Regions from separate parts of the Bos taurus genome. Here region 2 is linked to region 1. Evidence: chromatin contacts called from public Hi-C data. All regions are on one chromosome and are shown on one strand. The core of a region is the stretch at or near the end of the contact, and the rest is flanking DNA. Distances in the headings are between cores, read along the strand shown. Region 1 overlaps MED12L (mediator complex subunit 12L). Region 2 overlaps MED12L (mediator complex subunit 12L).

Region 1 (7,453 bases), core at 3,240-5,739:
CTAATAGCAGCTTGCTAGACAGAGAAGACTGAGTATACAAATTTCAGGTATGGCTTACTCGTTGGGTAAAAAAATAAACAGGAAAAACAAAAAACAAAAAAAACAACCCTGCATTCAATTTAACCTCAGATAAGTTCCCTGAAGTCTCCCCACCACAAAATCTTCCCCTAAACTTGAGAGCACCTTCTCCTCCCACACATCACATAGCTGAACAGGCGACATCGGTTTATCAAAACACCTCTGGGAAAATTTATCTAGCTGATAAATGTTCACACATGGAGGCATGGGAAAGTCTTCTAGCTTATATATGAGTTGACTTGAGTTTTGTGCTAGCAGAACAGCCTGCTGGTGGCCTGTCAAATATACACTGGACATCTGTTTGATTATTAAAGAAAGAGCACGCTGACCAGGAGTAAAGAATGTTCATTTCAAAAATAAAGAGTAAATGCCTCTCTTCCTGGGACACCAGTGCTGGTGTTCTGTTGATGATAAGACTCTCTTCCCAGGTGCCATGTCCATACTGATTCACTGTGTGTGTGCTGATTTTTTTTTCTTTTTTTTTTTTTTTTGAAACCTTGAAGGAATGCATCCCTGGCTTGTTTTATGTTCTTTGTTCTGACAAGACATCAAACTGCACTGAAAACCATGTTCTTTGGAGCGATTCCTCAGAGTTATCTGAGAGGCTGTGCCCCAGGCTTTATTCCTCAGTTTGGCTCAAATAAAACTCTTCTCCTTTCCTATCACAGGTTCTTTATTATTTTCCTCAACATAATCAGAATGAAGTATTTACATTCATTAAGTCTCCTTCTGACTGAAGCTTCTCTCAGTGGCTTCTGAAGACTCGTTTTCCTAACTTGTTCAAATGATTTACTAAAAAGCTGAGCAGAGTGCTAAGCAAATAAATCGTCTTATAAACAGTGTACTATCCTCTAGCAGGAGTCCCCAAACTCTGGGATCTAATGTCTGGTGATCAGAGGTGTAATAGTAATAGAAATAAAGTGTGCAATAAATGTCATGACACTGAATCATCCCAAAACCACCCTGATCCCCAACCCATGGGAAAATTTTCTTTCACGAAACTAGTCCCTTGTGCCGAAAAGGTCGGAGACTGCTCCTCCAAGGGACTCATCCTGTGCTGTGCTCAGACACTCAGTCATGTCAGACTCTCTGCGACCCCCATGCACTGTAGCCCACCAGGCTCCTCTGTCCATGCAATTTCCCAGGCAAGAATACTGGAATGGGTTGCCATTTCTTTCTCCAGGGGACCTTCCCAACCCAGGGACTGAACCCACTATTCTTGCATCTCTTGTATTGCAGGTGGGTTCTTTACCAATGAGCCACCTGGGAAGCCCAGGAAGTCCATCTCATTTATCTTTACCCACAGGACCAGATACAACAGTTGGGGGACATTCCCTGCCTCTTTCCCATTTGGACAATACACATTCACTCAACAAACATTCTGAGTGCCTACTACAAGAATGGGCACTGGGGAGACCAAAATAGGCCAACAAAGATTGCCATTGCCCATTCTGGCTGGGATGGATATTAAAAAAAAAAAAAAGGCGACATAGGAAGAATATGAACAATGGCAAGATAGCAGAGACATGCCTAAGTTAGTGACAGGTGAGTCTTAAGAGCAAATGGGAGCAGAATGAAATGAGAAAGGATATTATTTTGGAGGCTCAGAGGGATAAAAGAAAATAGCCTCTTCTGCTTCATGGCCATCTTCTCAAAAAATTATACCTACAGGAGGAAATATATGCACTGAGATTTTATTTTTGTGACAGTGAGTTCTCAATATCTATTATTAGCAACAAAGAAAAATTTTTTGAGTAATTCAACTAACTGAGACTAGGCATTCAGCTCATGGCTCAATATTAGTGCTTATTTCAAAGTGAGGTTTTTGTTAGGTCTACAAAACATAAATATTGCTCACATCAGTTCTTTTTATAAACTGTCACTTCTGCCAATCTTCCAGTAGGGGGAGATATTGTAACAGACATTTGTGTCTCCAATTACAATTTTCACATAAAGGGGAGAACATAACTGCCAATGAATTCCTGTGCCCGTTGCTCATTTCAAGAGTCTTTACAAAAAAAATAAAGAAGAAAGAAACCATTGTTTTACAAAATAATGGGTAATTATGTCTTAAAGATATAAATCCTGCTACCCTCTTCCACTACCCTAAATCAATGCACTGACTTTGGCAGGATTTAATGCTTTCACAGAGGAAACACAAAAAGGCATGCCTGCATTCCATGTTTTTCTACCAGATTAGTTTTTAAAGCACATCTTCAATTTCAATTATTTTTACCAAAAAGCTCAAAAATGTCACGGTATCATGAATTATGAACACCTCAGCATGATGATCAAAATGCTCACACTCTATCCCACCCGCCTCTGCTGACTTTCCTTCCCCAGTTGGTGACTTTGGTCATACCATTCTCTTTATCCTGAAGGACTTTCTAGACTGAGTCTAGACATCAAAGAGACATCTAGCAAGAACCACTTGAGATACCACCTTCTTCACAGATCCTTTAAGATGGCAACTTTCAAACTCACTTCCCCTTTTTTGGCCACACCATGAGGCTTGCAGGATCTTAGTTCCCAGACCAGGAATTGAACCTGACCCCAACAATGAAAATCCCAAATCCTAACCACTGGACCGCCAGGGAACTCCTAACTCATTTCCTTTTAATTTCTCTATAGTTTCCTATAGTGTTTCTAAGGGGTCTTGTACTAAAATTCTCTGTATTCTTATCCCAGTGTATTTCTCAATGTCGAGTAGAATCCTGTTGCAACCATGATTCCCCCCAATACAAACACACACAGCATAATACATCACTTGCCGGAAAAGCCTTTTTAACTTTTTAAAAAATGATATAACCCAGTAAATAGCTCCTGCAGTTAAAATAGGTTTATCGAAAATCTTCATATAATGACTACATAAATTATGGGACACTACAAAGTCATAGGGAGAAATAAAAAACTTAATTATACAGGGCTAATGTGAGTAAGTACCAAGACAGTAAGTGAGAAAGAGCAAAATGTTCTGGTGTGGCAAACTGTCCAACAAAGCCAAAGGGGAAAAATGTGGGGATAAGGTCATAACAGTAAAGTTGTTTTTGTACTTACTGCAAAAAACGATTTGGGGGCAAGGAACAAACTAAGACATTTATAGAAATAAGTAAACCAACTTTTATGGCAGTTGTTGACAGGCTGGATGGAAACTGACTGGAAACAATAACAGACACTGGAGGATTCCATGTATTAGACTCACTCTATTGGAAGGACAAATACACAAGGGATGTTTTATATAACCAGTCTTAGTACTGACGAGGCAGAGTCCAACCTGGAAATGATGCTAGGGAAAGCAAATGTGTGAGTGCATGTGAGCATGGGGCGTGGGCTAGGGGTGGCAATCATACTGGGGGTATGTGGAGGGTTTTGAGATTAATGCGGATGAAGTCCCATGGTATTTTAATCTTAAGAGTTCCACAGAGTGAAATGGGAAGAAGTTGAGGGAACATAGAACTACTCAGCATAAAACAAAGCATCAAAAAAAAAAAAAATCAGAGACAAACCAGAACAGAACATCGATTATGTTATCTTTTTATCTTCTTTTTTTGTAGAATCCTGGAAGAAGGAAATATGTCCTCTATCCATTATACTATTACTATTTCCATCATCATTATTTTATTTATTTTATATTGAAACTGGTGTCCAGTGTTGAATAAAGCCAAGTTATTTGTGTTGTTAATCATCATAGCAAAATACTATTTAAATACACAAAATATGATCAATAGTTTGTCAGGATAAAATATTTTTGCAAACAATAATATGATGCATTATTTCCAATTCTAATCGGGAAAAATGTTTACAAGCTAATCATCACATTTAAGCATATCCACAAAATGACCAGCAAAAATCTCAAGGAAATACAAAATGGTAATGCAGGGTGGACTTTACATCCTGCATTGCAATACCTGAGTCACAAATATGACCAGGTTTCCACAAGCTCGACACTCTGGGACACCTGAGGCCAGCTTTCAAAATCTGACTGACACACAACGTGAGGTGCATAAATAAAGGAAGAGTCCACTCCTAAAACTTTTCTGCTACAAAGGAGTAACGACAGACAGCGTAAGAATAGATTTATGTCATTCACTGACACCCAATGCAGGAAAGGAGTAATAAGAGAAGACAGGCTGAAATAGAAACTTAAGGGCCCAGAAGTCAGACATCACTGGTTTTGCTACATGAGCCCCTGATGATATTCTGGCTTTTCCTCTTTGGGTTTTACCTGATCTCTGTATGCTGTAGCTCTATTCTCTCTCTCTAGGTCTCTCTACGATTCTCTCCTCTCACTAATACCACCCTCCTAGTCCTCCGATCATCACAATTGCTGCTCTCAGGGCACAAGTCTACATGGTGTCCAAACCTACAACAGTAACTGATAAGGACCAGGTGCCTGGAGGCAGCTAAACAAAGCAGGAAGCAAAACATCTGGCCGGAGGATAAAAGTTTCTCCAAATGTTGTGAGATCAGAGGCTCCAAAACAGCAAGGCCAGGATGCTCACCCCCAGGCCATATTTCTGACTTACCCAGAAGTTTTTGAAAGTAACAGTCCTGAGCCAAAAACATGGATTGTGACTGGTTTACTGAAGTAGGGTCTTAGAATCCACATATAAAGCTCCCCGGGTGGTACAGATGGCTAGTCAAGTATACGAACAATGACCTAACAGAGTCAGAACTGCTTCAGAGTTCCCAAGTGAGTGGAGGCCAAGAAGGGCAACCCAGAAACACAGGGAAAAACAGGTGGCAGCTTCAGGTTTTTCTTAAAAGTTTCTCAAACATTTACTGAGAAACCACAAGGGACTTCCCTGGTGATCCAGTGGCTAAGACTCTGAGTTCTCAATGCAGGAGGCCCCGAGTTCAATCCCTGGTCAGGGAACTAGATCCCACATGCTGTAAATAAGAGTTCATATGCTGCAACTAAGACCCAGTACAGGCAAGCAAATAAGTATTTTAAAATAAATAAATAAAAATAAAAAAACATAAGAAGAGACCTTGCCCCACTGGCAATAAGCCCCTACAGCCAAAAGTTCTACTAGCACAGATACTCTGTCTTGAGATATGCAATCTTGAGAAGATAAGATAACCAGATAACTCACCAAGTTTTTCCTGGATACTTAAGTTTTCATCTTCCCTAATTCCAAGGCAAGTACAGCCTTTAACCACTAACTTGACCATTCATCATCACCTGCACCACTTAAATGCCTGCCATCTCTCTCTGTGAAAGTGTTAGTTGTTCAATCATGTCCAATTCTTTGTAACCCCATGGACTGTAGCCTGCCAGGCTCCTCTGTCCATGGGATTCTCCAAGCAAGAATACTGGAGTGGGTACACTTCTCCAGGATACCTTTCCAACCTAGGGATAGAACCCAGCTCCTGCATTGCAAGCAGATTCTTTACCATCTGAGCCATCTCTACCTTGGAATAAAATGTTACACGGGCATACAACCAGATTTCGTGATAAGAAAATACACTCTTCCTGTGTGCCCAACAAGGACTGTCTGATGCTTGATGAATTAATGAATCAGTGTTCACTGTTCATGTGGATGTAGAAAACAGCTGTTGAGCTGGAGAAGGATCCTAAACTCTTGAGTTTAAACTTTGGCTGCAAAGTCCTGTCCAGCTACCTCCTCACTTGAACAACTTGGTTAAATCCTCCCAAGCTCTCTTCTCTCGTCTGTAAAAAGAGAAATAGCTGGCCCTCAACTGGCTCCCATGTAAACTGGGCGCAAAAGCTTCTGATACAAAGAGAGCCCTCCTCCGTCAAATGTCTGGGATGTCGTGTACCTGCGCTTTGATCCAGTCCTTGCTGGTGAGCACTGTTCTGAATCCCCTGGTTTCCTGCCTGGACAACTCACTACACAGCAGAGGTCACAAACCAGCCTTCCACAAGCCAGGCACAGTCAGGGTCTGTTTCAGCCCACAAGACATCAGGCCTACAGAAGCATCTGACTTAGATGACAACATGTAGACATAATAGTGCAGTTAAGAGGAGCACCGGCTCCAGGAGAGGCTCTGTGGAATCTCTGTGCCTTGGTTTTGCGTCTAAGAAAGAGGTGGAACCAACCCAGCTCATAGAGCTGTTGTGAGAGCTCCTTGAGTTAAAACACATAAACACAACAGGTGTTTAAAATGACACATACAATCACCATTCGAGGCTCTGACAACACTGACCTATCCACAGAGGAGGCAATGAGGGATGCTGACAAGGTCTAGTTGAGAAGCAGCTGCCCACTTGGGTGGGCCATGATCGCTACACTTCACAATTGCTGGATCCCCAAGGGTCTCACACTTGTCTGGACTACCTGCTATCAGGGGACCACCCATAGGGCTATCCCTTTGGCCTTGGGCTTTGCAACTCCTGGTATTAAGAAGAAAATGGGCAGATCAAGTAAATTTTAATGTAATGATCATTTCCATCATAGTCATGCTCCATACAAATGTGGAGCGCCCCGTGGACAAGGCAAGAAGCATAAGAGCACAAGGGGACAATTAGTGGGTGTTTCTGAGGTTGTCAGAACAAACAGAACCTCGTGCAATAAACCAAGGAAGCCTTGAGAGCCACAGTTAAGAGACTGTTAATGCCTAATCGTCCATTTAATCAGCAGAATGTTTACATCTGAAGGACTCTGCCATAGCCCTGGTAATCATCCTTATATCCATTTGTACTTCCTTGTATTTGCCTACCAGATCTGCCTACAGCTGAAGCCAGCAAGCCTCTGCAGGCACACGGGTGCTCTTAGCCCCAGTCAAAGCAGCAGTGAGGACTCTATATAGGCCCTGGGGAAGGACGGGGAATGGGTGCCCCCAAGCACAGTCAAGTGAGAAGCTTTCCTAAACCAGCTCTGGGTCCCTCGGGGCCTCTGCGGAGATTATTAAGATTCAATAGTGACTACTGCCGCCTGCAGCACAAGAGACCCAGGCTCGATTCCTGGGTCAGGAAGATCCCATTGAGAAGGGAATGGCTACCCACTCCAGTATTGCCTGGAGAATCCCCATGGACAGAGGAGCCTGGCAGGCTACAGTCCATGGGGTTGCAAAGAGCTGGACAGAACTGAGCGACTAAGCACACCATAGTTAATACTGAGTCTGTATATAAGACTCAAAATAAGTAATGCCCTTCATGAGGAAAGGGACTTGGGTCTGATTTAGTCACTATGTCATCCCCAGGGCGTGGAATACTGCCTACTACATAGTAAGTACATATAAAGTATCTAAAGCAGCATGGGGCATATCATAAGCTTATAAATAAGTACTACTGACTACTATAACTGCAAACGCTTCTTACGTTTTTAGGTCCAACTGAATTTGACACATTAAACTATGAGTCCACAGTCTGGGCACCTGAGTGAACACACCTGCAATGCAGCAGCCTAAT
Region 2 (7,453 bases), core at 1,753-4,252, 110 kb after region 1:
AAGGAAAAGGGAAAAGCAGGAGAGTCAGAGTTAGACATGCAACAACGGAAACAGGACTCAGAGGCAGGGAGAGATGTGAAGGGGCCACTTTGTTGATTCTGCAGATGCAGCAAGGTGACACAAGCTAAGGAATGTTGGTGATCTCTAGAGACTGGAAAACAGAAGGAATAAATTTCTTCCCAAGAGCCCATATAAGGAACACAGCACAGCAAACCCCTTGATTAGAGCCCAGTAAGATAATAATCGAGCTTCCCTTGTGGCTCAGCTGGTAAAGAATCCACCTACAATGCAAGAGATATGGGCTGGGAAGATCCCTGGAGAAGGGAAAAGCTACACACTCCAGTATTCTGGCCTGGAGAATTCCATGGACTGTACAGTCCATAGTGTCACAAAGAGTCAGACACATCTGAGCTACTAACACTTTCTTTCAAGATCATAACCTCCAGAACCATAAAAGGGTAAGTTTGTGCTGTTTTAAGCCACTAAACTTTTGATAACTTGTTACAGCAGAAGCAAGTAGTGTTGAACATTGGGGTGCGTGTTTTTTCCAATTATGTTTTTCTCTGGATGATTTTATTTGCAAAGCAGAAATAGAGACACAAACCTAGAGAACAAATACATGGACACCAAGGGGATTGGATCAATTGAGAAGCTACCATTGACTTGCACATATAGTACTGATATTATGTATAAAATAGATTAACTAATGAGAATCTACTCAAAGCACAGAGAAATCTATGCAAAGTAATGTTCTCTGGTGACTGAAATGGGACAGACACCCAAAAAGTGGGGTATAGCTATTCACTTTGCTGTACAGTAGAAGCACTCCATTGTAAAGGAACTATAAGTCAATTTTTTTTAAAAAAAAAAAGTAATGTGGAGCTTCAAAGAATTACAGGGGCAGAGGACTTCTGATTAAATGGCAATTATAGGAAGGCTACAATAAACAAGATTAAAAACCTAAGAAAAAGAGTTTAATGATAACTCACCAAAGAGTACCACAAAATAGGTAGTAGCCTCATTAATTCATTTACTTACTAATTCATCAATAAATATGTATTGCCACCAGGCCTTCTAGGCATCAGATATTAACAGTCTCATGTATTACTCTGTACGAATAAAAACTGGTTATTTTCTTTTCGGACTTAATTTCTACTATGAAACAAGAGTCTTTAAAATGTTCGCAATCTCAAGAATACAGCCCAAGGAAATTATCTTAAAGTAAAAACAATTGAGTCTTCCAGACAACCATGAAGCATAATACCAAGACACTTCCCCCTCCCAGCTCCCCAGATTGACAAACTTTCCCTCCAGAGTTTGAAAGGGGCACCTAATGGACCAAATCAGAGAAAACCGGGTGACCTGAGAGGAAGAGAAAGATCCACACAGCTGGTTCAGAAGCCAGAGAACTGCTTTCAGCAGTGGAACTAGCGGAGCCTGTGTGATGTTTGCTTTGTTTTTATTTTTCTGCAGCAAAGAGTAATATTTCAACATCTAAGTAAAGATGCATAAATAGGAAAGGCAGATAAGACAGGCTTGCAACGGAACACAGGAAATAGGAAGTCAGAGGTGCACGACTACTGCTGCTGCCTCGCAAGAAGGGAAGTTCTCAGACCTCAGACGAGGTGCAAGCTCGGCCCACCCACCATCCTCTCCTTCTTCTGGGAACAGCACTCCTGCTTCTTCTGGGGGTACTGCCCCTTCACCTGCCTCAAGTAGTTCATGAAACCAGGTATTAATTATAGTGCCTCACCCACTCATCTTCAGCGTGACGGTCTGGATTTGGGTCTTTGATGGGCAGTGAAGACTTGGGGCAATTCTTTGAACACAAGGAAAAAAAAATCACTCTACCAGGGACTGACAATATGCGCTGCTCTCCGCTCAATCTTGTGAAAGATATCTGCATGATAAAAGGCCTCAGCACAGTTCAGTTCAGTCGCTCAGTCATGTCCAACTCCTTGCGACCCCATGGACTACAGCACACCAGGCCTCCCTGTCCATCACCAACTCGAGAGTTTACTCAAACTCATGCCCATTAATTCGGTGATGCCATCCAACCATCTCATCCTCTGTCATCCCCTTCTCCTCCCACCTTCAATCTTTCCCAGCATCAGGGTCTTTCAAATGAGTCAGTTCTTCACTTCAGGTGGCCAAAGTATTGGAGTTACAGCTTCAGCATCAGTCCTTCCAATGAATATTCAGGACTGATCTCCTTTAGAATGGACTGGTTGGATCTCCTTGCTGTCCAAGGGATTCTCAAGACTCTCCTCCAACACCACAGTTCAAAAGCATCAATTCTTCGGCACTCAGCTTTCTTTATCACCCAACTCTCACATCCATACATGACCACTAGAAAAACCATACCTTTGAACTAGACGGACCTTTGTTGGCAAAGTAGTGTTTCTGCTTTTTAATATGCAGTTTAGGTTGGTCATAACTTTTCTTCCAAGGAGCAAGCGTCTTTTAATTTCATGGCTGCAATCACCATCTGCAGTGATTTTGGAGCCCAAGAAAATAAAGTCTGTCACTGTTTCCATTGTTTCCCCATCTAATTGCCATGAAGTGATGGGACCAGATGCCATGATCTTAGTTTTCCGAATGTTGAGCTTTAAGCCAACTTTTTCACTCTCCTCTTTCACTGTCATCAAGAAGCTCTTTAGTTCTTCTTCACTTTCTACCATAAGTGTGGTGTCATCTGCATATCTGAGGTTATCTGGACTCGTTTCAATTGAGTCCAACTCATTTCAACCCCATGGACTATAGCCAGCCAGGCTCCTCTATTCATGGAATTCTCCAGGCAAGAATACTAGAGTGGGTTGCCATGCCCTCCTCCAGGGGATCTTCCCAACCCAGGGATCGAACCTGCATCTCTTCTGTCTCCTCCATTGGCAAACAGATTCTATACCTCTGAGTCACCAGAGAAGGCCAATCAACTACTGGGTTGGCCAAAAAGATGATTCAGGTTTTTCCATCACACCGGTGGTAGAACAACACTGTATTAAAACAACGTGCAAGGTCATCTCGACCCTACCCCAGGTGCACCATGGCTCCAAGCTTCTCTGGGCTTTCCCGCCCACCCTCGGTGCTTCCAGCATCACAGTAGTCTGTTGCCCTGTGCAAAAATATTTATTTCCATGTGATACGTATCTTTCACAACACAGCTTCATGGCTGCTGGCTTTAAATACCCATTAGGCAAGAAAAACACACCTCTGCACCATTCAAGAAAAGTACTTCATCATCCCAAACACTATAAGCCAGAGTTGGAGTCTTCAAGTAACAGAGAACTTTTCATATTGGTACTTTGACAGATAGTATGAAGATGACAAAATCCACAGCACGTACCTCCTAGCCTGTAACTACACACAGGCAAATGGGATACACAAGACCAGGAGAGAGACATGGAGAAACTGAGCCATGACTCATAAAGTTACAGTCAGAGAAAAAGCACCAAACTAAGGGGTCAAGAGGGCTTTCCTGGTGGCTCAGTGGTAAAGAATGCACCTGCTATCTTTCCAACCCAGGGATTGAACCCAGGTCTCCTGCACTGCAGGCACATTCTTTACCATCTGAGCTGCCAGGGAAGCCTGCCTTGCTTTTACTGTTTGATTAACAATATCTATTGAATCTACTGTGTGCCAGGGGCTGCAGTAGATACTGAAAATGGAAAAGACAGATCCCTGCCTTGTACAATCATCTCATCTAGCATGTGTTAGAGAAGGAATGCAACAGCGCAGAACCAGTGGCTATGGTTTTTCCAGTGGTCATGTATGGATGTTGAGAGAGTCATTTCCTAGGCAGGTTGATAGGGAGTCTAGGGGTCCCCAAGGAGAGAGGGGTCTGGAATTCTCAAGGAGGAAGAAAGGACAAACTTTTTTTCTTTCTCCACATTCCTTAGGATTATATAACAATAATGTATCCTGCCTAAGGACAGTCTTTGGATTCAACCTTCTGTTATCTTAAAATGTTAATTATGGGAGTAGACCTGGTCTTTACAAGGACGTATCTTGCCTGAGGACAGTGTTATCTTAAAATGTAAACTGTGGGAGTAGGTCTGATGAGGTCTTTACAACCTCCAGACATTCTTTGGATTATATAACCTCACTGTTAACACTAGCAAGCGGGTACTCTTTCTGCCCCCTTCTGATGCCTATGTCAGAAGCTTTCTCTATCTCCTTTTTACTTTAATAAAACTTTATTACACAAAAGCTCTGAGTGATCAAGCCTCGTCTCTGGCCCCGGATTGAATTCTTCTCCTCCAGGGGCCAAGAATCCCGGTGTCTTCACGTGATTTAACAATAACCTTTCAATGTGAGAGGTGGACTATAAAGAAAGCTGAGTGCCAAAGAACTGTGGTGTTGGAGAAGACTCTTGAGAGTCCCTTGGACTGCAAGGAGATCCAACCAGTCCATCCTAAAGGAGACCAGTCCTGGGTGTTCGTTGGAAGGAATGATGCTAAAGAGAAACTCCAATACTTTGGCCACCTCACGCGAAGAGCTGACTCATTGGAAAAGACCCTGATGCTGGGAGGGATTGGGGGCAGGAGGAGAGGGGGACGACAGAGGATGAGATGGCTGGATGGCATCACCAACTCGATGGACATGAGTTTGAGTGAACTCTGAGAGTTGGTGATGGACAGGGAGGCCTGGCGTGCTGTGATTCATGGAGCTGCAAAGAGTCGGACACGACTGAGCAACTGAACTGAACTGAACCTACTGTAGTTGTTAAGTGCTCATATACAAGTACATAAACGTAAAGCAAAGTATCCAAGGGATATGCACCAACACGCACAGTTGTTTCAGCTGCTGTATGTAATGAGTATTTGTTATACAGTCTGCTCTGCTCTGATACTTTCACAACAACCCTATGATTGTTGAGTAAACCGCGGCCAAAGGCTAAGTAACTTATTAAATGTCTTAAAGATGCTATTAATAGGTCACAGACCTAAGAGTCAAATCTAAGCTATCTGTCTCCACAGTGGGGACACATGCCAAAATGCCCCCGTCTGGGCAAAAGAGTGGGAGACGAAACCGAGCTGTGGGCTGAAAGGGACTTCTTGATATCAAGAATGTCTTCATGTATTATCTGTATAGAAATCACAAGAAGAAATAACTTCCATAAAGAAAACAAATGAGAGAGCACTGACCCAAAATTCCAAAATCAGTAAGATCCTTACCCAACTGAATGCAGAGTTCCAGAGAAGAGCAAGGAGAAATAAGAAAACCTTCTTACATGAACAATGCAAAGAAATAGAGGAAACGATAAAATGGGAAAGACTAGAGATCGCTTCAAGAAGATTGGAGATACCAAGGGAATATTTCATGTAAGGACGGGCACAATAAAGAACAGAAACAGATAAGGACGTAACAGAAGCAGAAGAGATTAAAAAGAGATGGCAAGTATAAAAGAAGAAGTATACAAGAAAGGTCTTAATGACCCAGATAACCACGATGGTGTGGTCACTCACCTAGAGCCAGACATCCTGGAGTGTGAAGTCAAGAGGACCTTAGGAAGCATTACTACAAACAAAGCTAGTGGAGGTGATAGAATTCTAGCTGAGGTATTCCAAATTCTAAAAGATGCTGCTGTTAAAAGTGCTACACTCAGTATGTCAGCAAATTTGGAAAACTCCAGTGTCCACAGGATGGAAAAAGGTCAGTTTTCATTCCAATCCAAATGAAAGACAATACCAAAGAATGTTCAAACTACTGTACAATTTTGCTCATTTCACATGCTAGCAAAGTAAGGCTCAAAATTCTCCAAGCCAGGCTTCAATAGTACATAAACCAAGAAATTCCAGATGTACAAGCTGGATTTACAAAAGGCAGAAAAACCAGGGCTCAAACTGCCAACATCCACTGGATCATAGAGAAAGCAAGAGAATTCCAAAAAAACATCTATTTCTATTTTATTAACTACGCTAAAGCTTTTGACTGTGTGAATCACAACAACCTGTGGAAAATTTATTAAAAAAGAGATGGCACTACCAGACCACTTTACCTGCCTCCTGAGAAACCTGTATGCAGGTCAAGAAGCAACAGTTAGAACCAGACATGGAACAACAGACTGGTTCAAAATTGGAAAAGGAGTATGTCAAGGTCATATGTTGTCACCCTTCTTACTTAATTTATATGCAGAGTACATCATGCAAAATGCCAAGCTGGATGAAGCACAAGCTGGAATTAAGATTGCTGGGAGAAGTATCAACAGCCTAAGGTATGCAGAGGATACCACTCTAATGGCAGAAAGTGAAGAGGAACTAAAGAGCTTCTTAATGAGGGTGAAAGAGGAGAGTGAAAAGCTGGCTTAAAACTCAACATTCCAAAAACGAAGATCATGGCATCTGGTCCCATCATTTCATGGCAACTAGATGGATAAAAAGTGGAAACAGTGACAGATTTTATTTTCTTGGTCTCCAAATCACTATGGACAGTGACTGCAGTCATGAAATTAAATGATAGCTGTTCTTGGAAGAAAAGCTATGACAAACCTTGACAGATAATTAAAAAGCAGAGACAATACTTTGCCAACAAAGGTCTGTATAGTCAAAGCTATGGTTTTTCCAGTAGTCATGTATAGTTGTGAGAGTTGGACCATAAAGAAGGCTGAGCACCAAAGAATTGATGCTTTCGAATTGTGGTGCTAAAGAAGACTCTTGGGAGTCCCTTGGACAGCAAGGAGATCAAACCTGTCTATCCTAAAGGAAATCAATTCTGAATATTCATTGAAAGGACTGATGCTGAAGCTCCAATCTGATGCAAAGAGCTAACTCATTGGAAAAGACTCTGATGCTGGGAAAGATTGAGGGCAGCAGAAGAAGGGGACAACAGAGGATGAGATGGTTAGATAGCATCACTGAATCAAATGTACATGAGTCTGAGCAAACTCTGGGAGATGGTGAAGGACAGGGAAGCCTGACATGTTGCAGTCCATGGGGTCACCAAGAGTCAAACATGACTTAGCAGCTGAACAACAACAAGACCCTTCAGCTAACAGCACTGTCCATCTGGCCTCATAAGCATGGGCCCCACTCCTAGGGGCAAAATACTAAAATTTAGGAACTTCCCTGGTGGTCTAGTGGTTAAGACTCCACCTGTCAACGTAAGGGACACAGGTCAGATCCCTAGTCCCACAGCCACAGGGCAACGAAGCCCATGCACGGCAACTGCTAAGGTCCAGAGAACCCTAGAGTCCAAGTTCTGCCACAAGAGGAGCCACCACGATGAGAAGCTCACACGCCCCAGTTAGAGAATAGCCCCTGCTCGTCAGAACGAGAAAAAGCCGGTACAAGGCCATGAAGACCTAGTGCAGCCATAAACAAATAAACTAAAATCATTGTTAATCTTGCTGCAACCATCATTAATGCTGTTACCTACATCTGTAATAAAGATACTCCAAATGCAAAGAGAGATTCTCGTCATAAGGGGGACTTGATACACTTTTTTCTTTCCTTGG

The links. Hi-C and Micro-C count contacts between places; a contact is called where the count stands out from the background.
Region 2: a Hi-C map of blastocyst shows a contact between it and region 1, with 3 times the contacts expected there. The contact joins two enhancer-like sites. A contact is called at or near these places in 7 of 11 Hi-C or Micro-C datasets (blastocyst, blood, liver and 3 more).

Annotation. Positions count from the first base shown.
Region 1 is chr1:116,805,797-116,813,249 of ARS-UCD2.0, forward strand. All of the region lies in intron 14 of MED12L (mediator complex subunit 12L), which reads right to left. Among named protein-coding and RNA genes, the nearest start is that of GPR87, 28 kb to the left of the region's middle. Within about 2 kb of position 4,490, at least 4 of the 102 cell types and tissues checked have an H3K27ac peak or open chromatin away from gene starts, as enhancers often do. A contact at or near this core is called in blastocyst, where this site is marked.
Region 2 is chr1:116,915,704-116,923,156 of ARS-UCD2.0, forward strand. All of the region lies in intron 10 of MED12L (mediator complex subunit 12L), which reads right to left. Among named protein-coding and RNA genes, the nearest start is that of GPR171, 28 kb to the left of the region's middle. Within about 2 kb of position 3,003, at least 15 of the 102 cell types and tissues checked have an H3K27ac peak or open chromatin away from gene starts, as enhancers often do. A contact at or near this core is called in blastocyst, where this site is marked.